2 separate regions of the Mus musculus genome follow, and region 1 is linked to region 2. Evidence: chromatin contacts called from public Hi-C data. All regions are on one chromosome and are shown on one strand. The core of a region is the stretch at or near the end of the contact, and the rest is flanking DNA. Distances in the headings are between cores, read along the strand shown.

The links. A called contact is a pair of places that touch in the nucleus more often than the background predicts.
Region 1: a Hi-C map of the N1E-115 cell line shows a contact between it and region 2, with 4 times the contacts expected there. The contact joins the enhancer-like site here to the promoter of Slc6a12 in region 2. A contact is called at or near these places in 7 of 39 promoter capture datasets (3T3-L1-derived adipocytes, cranial neural crest, embryonic stem cells and 3 more), 4 of 484 Hi-C or Micro-C datasets (the N1E-115 cell line, embryonic stem cells and trophoblast stem cells), 2 of 115 datasets of contacts at active chromatin or transcription factors (both in embryonic stem cells) and 3 of 9 other capture datasets (adipose tissue, liver and pancreatic islet).

The regions. Positions count from the first base shown.
Region 1 is chr6:121,398,456-121,404,361 of GRCm38.p6, forward strand. The region is part of intron 5 of Iqsec3 (IQ motif and Sec7 domain 3); the gene reads right to left. Among named protein-coding and RNA genes, the nearest start is that of Slc6a12, 59 kb to the left of the region's middle. Within about 2 kb of position 4,081, at least 14 of the 459 cell types and tissues checked have an H3K27ac peak or open chromatin away from gene starts, as enhancers often do. A contact at or near this core is called in the N1E-115 cell line, where this site is marked.
Region 2 is chr6:121,340,862-121,347,328 of GRCm38.p6, forward strand. It overlaps Slc6a12 (solute carrier family 6 (neurotransmitter transporter, betaine/GABA), member 12), which reads left to right and starts at 1,713. Exons shown (of 16, transcript NM_001381903.1): 1 at 1,713-1,755; 2 at 2,189-2,244.

The DNA.
Region 1 (5,906 bases), core at 2,831-5,330, 60 kb after region 2:
TCACTGATAAGAGGATATTAACCCAGAAACTTAGAATACCCAAGATACAATTTACAAAACACATAAAACTCAAGAAGAAGTAAGACCAAAATGTGGATACTTCCATCCCTCTTAGAAGGGGGAACAAAATACTCATGGAAGATGTTACAAAGTTCAGAGCTGAGACTGAAGGAAGGACCACCCAGAGACTGCCCCACCTGGGGATCCATCCCCCAAACAACCACCAAACTGAGACACTATTGCAGATGCCAACAAGTTTTTGCTGACAGGACCCTGATATAGCTGTCTCCTGTGCCTGGCAAATACAGAAGTGGATGCTCACAGTCATCTATTGGATAGAACACAGGGTCCCCAATGAAGGAGCTAGAGAAAGTACCCAAGGAGCTGAAGGGGTCTGCAGCCCTATAGGAGGAACAACAATGTGAACTAACCAGTACCCCCCACCCCCCAGAGCTGTGTCTCTAGTTGAATATGTAGCAGAGGATGGCCTAGTTGGTCATCATTGAGAGGAGAGGCCCTTGGTCTTGTGAAGGTTCTATGCCCCAGTATAGGGGAATGCCAGGGCCAGGAAGCAGGAGTGGGTGGGTTGGAGAGCAGGGAGAGAGGGGAGGGAATAGGGGATTTTTGGAAAGAAAACAATGAAAGGGGATAGCATTTGAAATGCAAATGAAGAAAATTTTTAATAAAAAAAAAAAAGAAAGAAAGCAGGCTGAGTAAGCCATGTGGAGCAAGCCAGTAAGCAGCACTCCTCCATGGCCTTCACATCACCTCCTGTCTCCAGGCTCCTGCCTTGTTTGAGTTCCTGCCCTGACTTTTCACAGTGATGGACTGTAAATCAGAACTGTAAGCCAAAATGAACCTTTTCCTCCACAATTTTTTTTTTTCTTTTTGAGTATGGTGTTTATCACAGCAATAGAAACCCTGACAATGACAGGGAGCTATGCTTTAAAAACTGGGTCAAGACTATTTCTTTGTAGCTAAGTGTGGTGGCGAGCACCTGTAACCTCAGGACGTGGGAGGCTGGGTAGGAGGATCACATGATCAAGGGTAGCTTGGGCTCTCCCCTCAGTCCTCTACAATTCTCCATACCCATTACAGGCTCTAGGTAGAGAAAGGACAAGTCCCACACAAAGACAAAGAAGACATAGCTTATATGGCTTTGGCCACAGAGAGCTCTTAGGGGACATGCAATTTCAGTTGTGATGAAAGATGAGTTGTGTTGTTGAGGTGAGGGAGGCTGGCTGAGGAGGCTGAGGAGGCTGAGGAGGTCGAGGAGGCTGACAAATACACCAAAGTTGTGGTAGATAAGAATTCCAAGCATCTAGAAAAGCTTGGCGGGGCGGGGGGGACAGGACCTGGAGGACATAGGGACTTGGGGTGAACAGGATATTCACCTGCTAATTATGAGGATTCTAGAATGTATCCTGAGCACTGCAAGATTTCATGAAGATTTCCTGGTTGCTGGGGATAGGAGCAGGGAGAAATAAGAGGGAGGGGGCAGTGAGCAAGATGGGGGCCTGGAACAAGAGAGGCCAGGGAGCCCAGTCAAGATGCAACTTCCGGGGTCCCAACTGGAAGTTCTAGGGCTGAGTCTAGGATGAAGCTGAGGGTGGTGGTGGTGAATGCAGGGTCTGAGATTCTGTCCAGAGGAATCTGGGACTGAAGGATGGAGGGGTATAGGAGCTATGCATAGGAGAGGCATAGGAGCTATGCATAGGAGGGGTATAGGAGCTATGCATAGGAGGGCCATAGGAGCTATGCATAGGAGGGGCATAGGAGCTATGCATAGGAGGGGTATAGGAGCTATGCATAGGAGGGGCATAGGAGCTATGCATAGGAGGGGTATAGGAGCTATATATAGGAGGGGCATAGGAGCTATGCATAGGAGGGGTATAGGAGCTATGCATAGGAGGGGCATAGGAGCTATGCATAGGAGGGGTATAGAATGAGCCCCATAACTCAGCAGCAGTATTTAAGGTGAGCAGGAGGCTGGACTGAGGCTTTAGCTTGGGAGCCTAAGCTAAAGAGGTGTTGAGTTGGGTTTCTCTTTTACTAATTCCTTCCTTCTCCCCTCTCTCTCCTTTCTTTTTTCTTTCTTTTCTCTTTTCTTTCTTTCTTTTTTTCTGAAACCAGGAGTAGAGCCACAGCCTTATACACAACTCTACCACTGAGCTACACCACAGCCCTGCAAACCCTTATGAAGACCCACTGTGTGTCTCTTTTAGTGTACAGATGAAAACCTGTGTTGATAGCTTCCTGTTACCCAGTCTCTTCCTCTGTTTTTGTTTAGAGCCAAACTTCAAGAAGTCATGCATGTTCACGCTGTCCTGTGTCCTGGCTTCTTTTCCCATTCCAGTCCAGTGCATGTTCTCATCAGTCTGTTTCATGTCAAGGCCACCACTGGTCACCCTGACACCAAGTTCAGTGGACTCTGTTTGTCATGCCCTCATGTCATAACCTCTTTCTGGGGTGACTCTTTTCTCTTTCTAGGTACTCATCTCTATCTGACCTCTGGCTTAGAGGTGGCCTCCAGGCCTTTCCCCGTCTTAAAAATCCTTCTCTAGGAGACCTTGCTGATCTCAGCGGCTCCTTCTGTTTCCTGTAGCTCCAAGTTCATTAGGTTGTCTCTTATACCAAGTCTCCTTATTGCTGGGACTCCATTGAGTTTACAAGAGTCAACGACAGTGCTACTAAGCCGGGGGCAACTGCATCAATAATGTCGCCTCTGCATCCCAGCGGAGCATCAGTGGTAACCCCTTTTTTTCCTGGTTGAGTCATCTGAGGTCTGAATGTCCTCACTGGGTGACAATCATGAGAATGTAGGATGTCCCTATTTCTCTTGAATAGACAACAGGCTGTGCATACTTTGTTATACCAGGTATTTGACAGTTTGACTTGCTTAAACAAATATTTGGCAATGTCAAGTTCGATCAGTTCTGCAGATGAGATGTCCCGAGCTGTAACATACCCTGCCATTTTAAAATGAAATGATGTGCATGTATCAGGAAATATCTGCACCAAGGTAACAAGTCCAAGGACAGGCACAGTTAGTTCTAGGCAAAGATGAGCGCCCTGAATTCTCACGCACTTGGGTGGCTACTCAATGTGACACAGTTCTCTGCTTTCCTCCCACACCTGCCACAGGCTCTGAGATCTACTCCCTTCCCTCCTGCTGCAGCCAGAACTATGGCTAGTGACTTAGCCCGTCCTTACTCCCTGTCTTCAGGCCATCCTTGAGAACCATCCTTCTAGGACACTTGCCTGGTCTTCAGTGGCTCCCCTGTTTGCTTTCCTTCAGAACCTTCCACATTCCTTGTATGATGTCCCCAGCGGAGCAGGCTCTTAGCATCCTGCTCCTCCTGCCCCTTCCTCCTGACTCCTTCTTGCAGTCTTGCCTTCATGCTGTCTGACTCCAACCTTGAAGGTCTGTGGTCTCCATAGCTTCCATCGTTTTCCGGACTTGTCTTCAGTCTACTTTAAAACTTCCTCGCGTGGTTAGAACATGTTGTTTCTCAGCTCTGCTTCTCTAGAGTATACATGAAGCCATAACCTTTGTAAGATGATTAGATGAGTGAGTAAAAAACCAGTTGGAAGAAGCAGGCTCAGGTGCTGTTGAAGGTAAGCTGGAGAAGAAGCTCAACAACCCTTGAAAACTTCACCCAGGGACCTGGAATCTCTTAGTATTCTCTGTCAAGATGATCTGGAATTGACCCCAGACCTCTGCCAGGGATATGTCCCGGAGGATTGCTGATGCTGGGCAGTGATGAAGCCACGTGGGTCACATGCACTTCTTGCCTCCTCCAGCTGCAGAAGCGATTGAATGTGTGATGAGAACTGGAGTGTGTGGGTATCACTGATCGGACCGCTTTGGGGAAGAGTCTGGACTTGCTCAAGAGGGTTGTGGATGGATCAGCCAGTGAATCAGGTTGGGGGTGGGGATAGAGGGTTTGCTTGGGCTTCCTTCATGCCTATATGTTTTTTTGGGGGGGGGGAGTGGGGGCTGCAGAAAACAGCTCAGGAGGACTTGGAGGCAGAGAGCCAGCTGCTCCTGCATCTGTATGAACAGTACACTCTTGCATCAAATTGCTTGTTAACACTGATCCGTTCACGCAATCAATTCGTGTTGCGGGGAAATGAAGCATCCTACACAACTGTGATCAAAATGAATTGCGTCATCTCAGGATCTTTTTTTTTTTTTTTTTTTTCTTTTTTAAAGGAAAGCAAGACAGTGTCTGGCAGACAAAGGAACTGGTTGGGAGCTGAAAATAGGTAATAGCAACAGCAGGGATTTTTTAATTGGCCAGAAGAGATGGTAAAGATATTGTCAGTGAGGCCCTGCTGAGGCCTGGGAAGCGGCAAGTATCTGTGCTTCAGGGGAAAGGCCATGAGACGCGCAGACCCTGCTTTTATTCTGCGGTGCTTGCTTACACAATTTAATTAAAAATACCCTCATCCGCTGGAGGGTGATTTTCTTTTCTGGTCAGAACTCATAACATGCTCTGTGAAGGCCTTTTAGAAAAGTGAATGGTGCCAAGAAAACAGAAGGAGAGGGTGCTGACTCAGGGACCCAGCAGTGTTCCCATGATGGCGCTGCGGCACAAAGACCCTCCAAAGGATGGCTGCCAGGTACTGACCCAGAAATCAAGAGCACTCTGCTCTAACTACCCAGACACATCGGCAGTCACTGTGGATGCCAGAACAGATTTTTCTCATGCTGAACTTGGCAGCATCCTAGTGGGCAGGGGTCATGAGTCCCAAACATGTCTCAGAATCCCCTGGTGCTCCTGCCAAGCCTAGATTTCTCATTCACAGGGCCTGGAGCAGAGACAGAGTTTGCATCACCATCAGGCTTCCAGGTGGTGCTGATGGTGCCAGCCGGGGCGACACATTTTGAGAAGTAAGTCTGTGTACTGTAACAACGTGGGACACAGGAAGAGGTCAGGCCTTTGGGTTTGAGTCTTGTTTCTGCTGTGCAGAAGTCCGGCTCAAGCCACTGAGTTTCAGTGTACCTCACTTCCCTCACTTACAGAATGGACACAATCCATGTCCTGTCCTCTGGGCAGAGCTGGCATGGGTTTTAAGAAGTCAATGTGTACAAAGGTCCTGGTATAGTGGGACTTAGTAAGTAAGGGCTTTCGTTGTGTTTCTTCGGATCAAGCCTGCGTTGACATGTTGATAAGTGAGCGGTTTGAAGCTCCTTTTAGCTGAGGTGCTGCTGATAATAGCAGCTAACTGTCTGAAACAGTGCCGCTAGCCAGGTATCAGCGGACATTTTAAAATGCACACCAAGCAGGGGAAACTGGATCTAGTGCAGGCCCCGTGAGACTTGGGAATCACACTCTCTGCTCTTTCTCAGATGAGAGGATCGGAGCACAGCCAAATAAAATGGGGAGGAGGGATGGAGTTGTGCCTGATTCTGCTCAATTTCCACTGGCCTGTGGACAGGTCAGTTCTTCTCCCTGGGTCTGTTCTTCCCAGGCAAGATGAGAGGCCTAAGCTACAGCTGAGCCCCCACTGGGCTTTCCAGTGCTATGATTCAGAAGCAGAGAATCATGAGAACCATGAGCGCTGTAGATCTTGCTTCTTGTGGAGTGGGGCACAGACATTGGGGTGTTGTGGGATTATGGGCTCATTCTGCCTGGCTGCAGGTCTCAGCCATCTATAAGCTGTGTGGCAGAAGGGAAGATCCCTAACCTCTCTGTTCCTTGGTTCCTGCATTCTTAGAAATGGGCGCTCCCACAGTGTGATCCTTATTGTGCTTCACGGATATTCCTGTAGAAATCATCAGGACAGGCTGAACCCCTGGAAGTCCCTCCGAGAAGTCTCATGGTAGAGTGGCTGGTAAGAGCCTCCAATAGAAAGTTACCCAGAGGGTGGGAATGGCCTCTCCTGAGCTAGCTTATGAG
Region 2 (6,467 bases), core at 463-2,962:
CAGGTTCCAGTGCCGGCTTCTTCATTTACTGCATGTGGTCACAAGGTGAAGTGTTTTGCTTCTAGTCACCCCCAGAATTCTTCTCAGGCAGAGTCTTCTCATATCCACACCTCAAGGCTCCTAATGGAGGCAACACATAGTGTACCCAGCCTGAACGAGGAGCTCAGAAAATAGGCTTCATGCCAGGTACCTAGGAGTATGCACGGGGTCAGAAGAAGATGGCTGCTCGTGGCTCTTCCTCTCTTTGCAGTACTTTGCAGATGCTTGCAAAGACACAATCTCTGGCTTCTTGAGTTTCCAGTGGTCTGATAACAGGAGGGTGCGGGGGAAAATGAATATTGGGACAAGCTTGATTTGGGGGGGGGGGGAACCAATGTTAAGAGAGGGAGACAAGGGTCTGAAGTAGCCAGGGGAAAGAGATGGAAGGATTAGGTAAAATCCGACTTTACTCACTGGGCAGAAGGGCTGCCAAAGCCGGCTCTTTTGTTTTTTGTAGACCCTGGTATCTCCTGTGTAAGAAACAGCAGAGCAGTGTGTCTCTCAACCTTCCTAACGCTGTGACCCTTTAACACAGTTCCTCATGTTGTGGTCGCCCCTAACCATAACATTATTTTCATTGCCACTTCGTAACTGTAGTTTTGCTGTTATCAATCGTAATGTAGATATCTGATATGCAGGATATCTGATGTGTGACCCACAAAGAGGTCACAATGCACAGGATGAGAACTGCTGTACTGGAGGTCATGATGGTGGGCCCAGCGTGCAGGCATAGAGCAGACCCAGCAGGCAGGGCAGGTTGCACCATGCCAGCTGGGCACGGGGGTGAGAAGTGGGCAGCTTGCGGCAGACCGTGACTCTTTTCCCTCCAGAGCTGGTCCCCAGCTTGTAAAGGCCAGACTCATTCTGGTTTTCCTTGATGGGCAACAGAGGCCAGGGGGGACCTGAGGGATGGTGAGTGGGGTGCCAATGGAAAATTACAGACCGCCAATCTCACTTCACACCCTCCACTGTTAAGACATTTTTTAGCAGATAAAGGGGAAGTCCACACAAAGGGAAATTTCCCTTTCTCCCCACAACTTCCCCTGTTTCCATCCCACTCGGCATTGAAGAAACATCTTGATGTTTCCAGAGGCCACAGGCTTTTTCGTATCCATGCTGTGAAGACTTGCCCAGAGAACCCTGTTTTGGAAAAATCCTCCCATCATTGCTGAGGGCACACACATTCCCCATGGGTGTGCACACTTGACAGCCGCCAGGCTGTTCCGGAGGAGTCTTTGGTTTGTGGTGCTGTGCTGGGCAGAATCTGAGTATCTGGATCCCAGAACCCCCACCGGAGCCTGCAACAAATACTGACAACTGTCCTTAAGAACCTGTGATTTTCCCAGCACAGCCATGTTGACTTTAACCCTCCACAGCAACCTTGAAAAGCACCCATTATCCACCTTTCCAAAGCGGGAAACTGAGGCTCAGAGTCTTCCTTGGCTGGGAGACCATGATAAGGGTCTGGGTGGGTGGGCTGAACCTTGGATCCTATTTGCATTTGCCTTCCTGGGATATGCAGGCTCTGGAGACTTCTCTAGGAAAATCCCAAGGAGAAGGCAGTGGCTGGGAAGGTCTCGAGCTTTGCAGGTACTTGGTGGAAAACTCCAGTCTGTGATTCACCCTCCTCCCATGCCCTCGTCACTGAGGCCAGCTCCCCTCCCAAGGTCCTCAGTGTCCAGCCTGAAAGTTGGTGGCTCCCATCCCACTGCTCTGGTAAGAGGGGCTGTACCTTGCCTAAGAAGGAGCCGGTAGTTGGGGTGGAGGTGAGGATAAGGGCGAAGGGCCAGGAGCAGGAGGAGAGAGGTCAGGGAGGTAGGGCTGCCTGAGGCAGCTGTTCAACAAGGTTCTGGGGGCTTCTTCTGGATAGTGCCCACTGGGAAGACACTAGTCAGGAGTGAGGGGCCCTGAGGGGACAGAGAGACAGGGTCATGAGGTTTCGTTCCCTGAGGGTGGATGGTGTAATCTAGGCTTATAGACTTCTCAATCTCTCTTGTTGCTTGTGGTATTTTGTCCCTTCACTTTCTACAGCCCCCCTTCCCTGGTCTGGCCATCCGTCTCAGGACCACTGGGTGGGTGGGGCTGTGGCGGGAGGGGGGGTTGGGGGGGGGAGGAGCAGGAGTACTGAAGGTGAGAATTCCTCTTCCAGGTCTGGAGACGCTTACTCATTCTGGAGCAGGAGTTCTAGCTGGGCTGAGAGACCAGGTGAGTGGGAAGAGCATGCGCAGAGCGCGCAGTCTGGTTATCATAGCCTCTGTACCCCTGAGTCTGGAGAGCTGAGGCTCAGGGCAGAGGCAAGACCCAGCAGAACTGTGTGTCTGGGCAGGAAGCAGGGAGCTGCGGTCCCCTGAGGCCACAGGGAGTCTGATGCCATCCTCACTAGCCACATAATGAAATTGCTCAGGGACAAGCCCCAGTAAGTAAGGAGAGTTCACAGATGGGGAACTGGCCCCGAGGAGGCGGGCCATCTGCCTGCCAGGGGAGGGCAGTCAGTTTTCAGAGCTAGGAAGGGTGAGTGGATGGATCTGGAACTACCTTCACAGGTTGGGGGCGCCTGCCTCTTGGTCAGCTAGGGCTAGAGCAGAAAGCGGGGCACCAGCTTGGGTGGGACTGGGTCTGAGGAGAGGGAGCTGGAGAAGATGTGGGCTGCCACTGTGGAGGGCAGCTGCCTACCAGGTGTGAAGGGCTACGAGCAGCCAGGCTTTGGGGCCATGCACACAGGTATGTGTGTGCAGAGGGACGTGACGGAATGGCATCGGTGTGTTCAGGGGTGGGTGCTGGTATGTGGGTATGGGCTGAAGTGGGACTGGGTCTCTTTCGTTTAGGGAAGGGAGCGGTGGTGCCTGGGTTGAACCCTAGCAGTATGTGGGGCGGGGAGGGTTTCTGGAGGTGTTTCCTAGAACCAGAGTGGGCTTCCATCTAATCTGTCCAGCTCCTGAGGAGAGAGTTAAGACTGTACTTGCTGGTCCTTTGAAGACAGAACCCAGGATTGGCTCAAGGGCACCCAAGTATGGTGAAGTCCCTCCCCTTCCCCTTGCTCAGCCTAGCAAAGCGGGTGGACAGCCTGCAGAGGAGATCTGTAGCTGTGGAGGTAACAGAGCTTGCGAAGGGGAACGAGTTGTCCTTGCTGTCACAGAATCATTCCTAGCAAACAGACTAGAGGTGGGGCGGGGGGGAGGGACCCTGGGGGCCGAGGCTGTGTTTTTGAATTTATTTGCTGTTGGTGTGGAGCTGGGCTGGGCTGGAACTTTACTGTCCTGCTTCGATTCTGAGATCTGGAGTTCTCACGCAGATGATATTCACTATCTGACCCATAAGAAGAATAGAGAGAAAAGGGGCCCTGTGCAGCGTGTTTGTACGGCTAACGTTCTCCTGGACATTCCTTCCCCTAGTCTAACATAGCTGTCCAGTGCTGTGGTTTCAGCCCTCTCTCCTCCCTGCTCACCGTGGCTCTGAGCCACCTCTCCTTTTGCCTGCCTTTGTTTTTATTCTGTGGTTCCACTCTTCCTCTCGAAAACGTTTTAAAGAATTTTTATTTGTTTATTTTTATGTGTCTGAATGTTTTGTGTGTGTCTCTGCACACTACATGTCTGGCGACTGAGGGAGCCAGAAGAGGAGTCCCCTGGGACTGAAGTTACAGGCAGTTATGAATCACCATGTGGGTGATGAGAGTGGAACCTGGATCCTCTGTAAGAGCAGCCAGTGCTCTTAACGGCTGATCCATCTCCCCATGCCCAATCTTTTATTTATAGAAAATTATATTTATATTTATTCTTATTTTCATTATATATTTATATAAATTTATATAATAATATCATATCAATATTATCAATAATGTTTATATATTAGCATATTTATATAAATAGAAATATAATTTGTATAAATATACTTATTATATTTATTTATAGAAAATTATAAAATGGCCTATGGCTATTCACACTCTCAGGTCCTGCTCTTCCTTCTTTTCCTTGATAAACCTCAGTCTCAGGCCTGGACAGGGTTCTGGGTGTGCTCCCCTGACCCCTCCCCCCTCATCTTTCCCATCATGCATTCTTCATCTACTCCTTTTCCCACCAGATCATCCCCTCTCCCTCTGTTCATCTTGCAATGGCTGCGAGTGGTGGGGGGAGTGGAAGGTTTGTCTTCTGCAGGTTCCCTCAGGCTTCCTCGTGGGTGGGGCTTGCCGAGCCCGCTATCCCATGGCTTAGCAAGCAAAGGCGACCTATATGGTCTTTTTCACATCTCTTCACCTTTATCCTCCCCTTCTGCCGCTACCCAATGGAGACAGGGTCATTCTCTCTAGGAGATTTAAAGCTCACTGAGGAGGTATCATTTGCCTAAGTCACAAAGCAAGAGCCCTTCCTACTAGCTGCTCTTTGGGCTCAGCCTTTGAAGAGCCACTGAACTGAGCACTGAGCATGCGCTGTGGGTCAGGTGTTGCTCCCCATCCCTGAGCCTCGCTTCCTCATCAATAACGTAGGCCTAACAGTACTGAGACTGTTAGGATGGGATTTGATAGCAGATATTAAAAACCCTGTGTCTTTAGTCCCGTGATGACTCAAAAGTTGACCTTTCCTTGTTGTAATTAGCAAGTCTGAGTGAACTTGACTTCCTGTCTGGTGCTTTTGCAACAGTGTTTTCAGCTCATTCATTAGGTCTTGATTTGTTTGTCATTTATCATTTGGACGTGATTAAGGGGTCACTCTGCAGGGTGCCAACAGTTTCCGGCTGGGTTCAAGCCTCACTGACTGCTCCGCTGGCTCTGTTTCTGCAGTCTGGAGCCTTCCTCCCTGCCTCATCTTTCTCTCTTGTGTCCAAGGGGCTGTGCTGGAGCCTGGAGTTTGCACCAGCTTATGTGTCTCCTTATGCTTCTCCTGCCCAGAGCTGGCAGTGAGAAACTGAAAATATCCCAATACCAGAACCTCACCCTGCCGTGCTTTTTCATTCCTGGGATAGCCTGCACCCTCCAAATCACCTTCAAAAATTTTCCACAACTGTAGCTGGTTTCTGCCCACGCCTTTCTAACGGACCCAGGCTTGGGCTGTTGCCTGGGTTAAAAGGACCAACAAATAAACATAGAGTCTTCCTTCATAAAAAGACTCCCTTGTGTCCTGGAGGAGTATAGGGTACATGCTAGGCCTGGTCATTTGATTCCCTGAGTGTCCCTGGAGGTGAGGACCAATGGACAGGGCTTCCCCGAAGGTCTAGGCACCTCCTTCTTGGCATTTCCCTGGGAGGAAGGCCTGAAGTAGCATCAAGGTGACCAGCTGTACGGAGGCAGGGAGGAGAAAGCTAGCGTGGGTTCCAGATACAATTGACCTCCTGGCAAGTGACAGACAAAAGGGACAGAAAACAGAAGGGACAGTGGCCCATGGAAGTTTCGGGGGAGGGCTGTACATTTTAGAGGGCAGGGGGAAGGAAATGGCAACAGCCACAGTGGGCAGCCCCTGCCAGGCTGTTCTTGTAAGAGACGGGCACTTGGCATCTTGAGGTCATCTTAAAATGACCACCATCCAAGTGACCCCTCCTGGCTCCAGGATCTTCTATGTTTCTTGGGACAGATAGACATAGAAATGGCCTCCCTTGAAAGCCTACAGCTGGAGCTGATGCCAATCTTGTCCTCGGCTGGCCTTACTTAGAGACCACACCTTCTCCCTCCCTCCCAATCAGAGACCACATTGAGCCAGCTCCCATGTTTACCAGGCCTTGATCGATCACAATTGCTCAGGAAAGGTCCGTGAGCCACCTCGGCCACACCTGCCCTTTAACCCAGCAGCTCTGGCAGCCTCTGGTCTGGAGGCCAGAGGCCGGGTTGCTGTTATTCACAGCGTACTGAAGATCTAGACAGAAGGGCCAGCTGGAGTGGTGGCCGGCTATAAAGATCAAAAGAGAGCCGAGCTATAATGGGGTTTTAATCACAGCTCTACCCCTGGGTGGTGCTGGGCAAGTCTCTGGCCCCTGAAAACCTGCTCTTTCTGTTGCTTTGTCTGCCGAAGACTTGGCAAGCTGAGCTCTGCTTTCGGTTGGCTCAGCCTCATAACTCTGAGAGCAGAGTGTCACTTTAGATAGAAATGTCATCAAGAGCTTGGGAAGAAAGGTAATATGCCAACAGGAAGGCCTGGGCAGGATACGTCAGGGTGAAGGGAGATGGGCGTGCAGGGTGTGTGAGTGTGTGTGTATGTGTGTGTGCGCGTATTGTGTGGGTGTGTGTCAGTATTGTGTGAATGTGTGTTTCTGTGTGTGTATGTGTGTGTGTGCATGAGTATGTCTGTGTGAGTGTGAGTATAAGTATGTGTGTGTGAGTGTGTGTGTGTGAATGTATGTGTATGTATGTGTGTGAGTGTGAGTATGAGTATGTGTGTGTGAGAGTGTGTGTGAGTGTGTGTGTATCTGTGTGTGAGTGTGTGTGTGTGTGTGTGAATGTATGT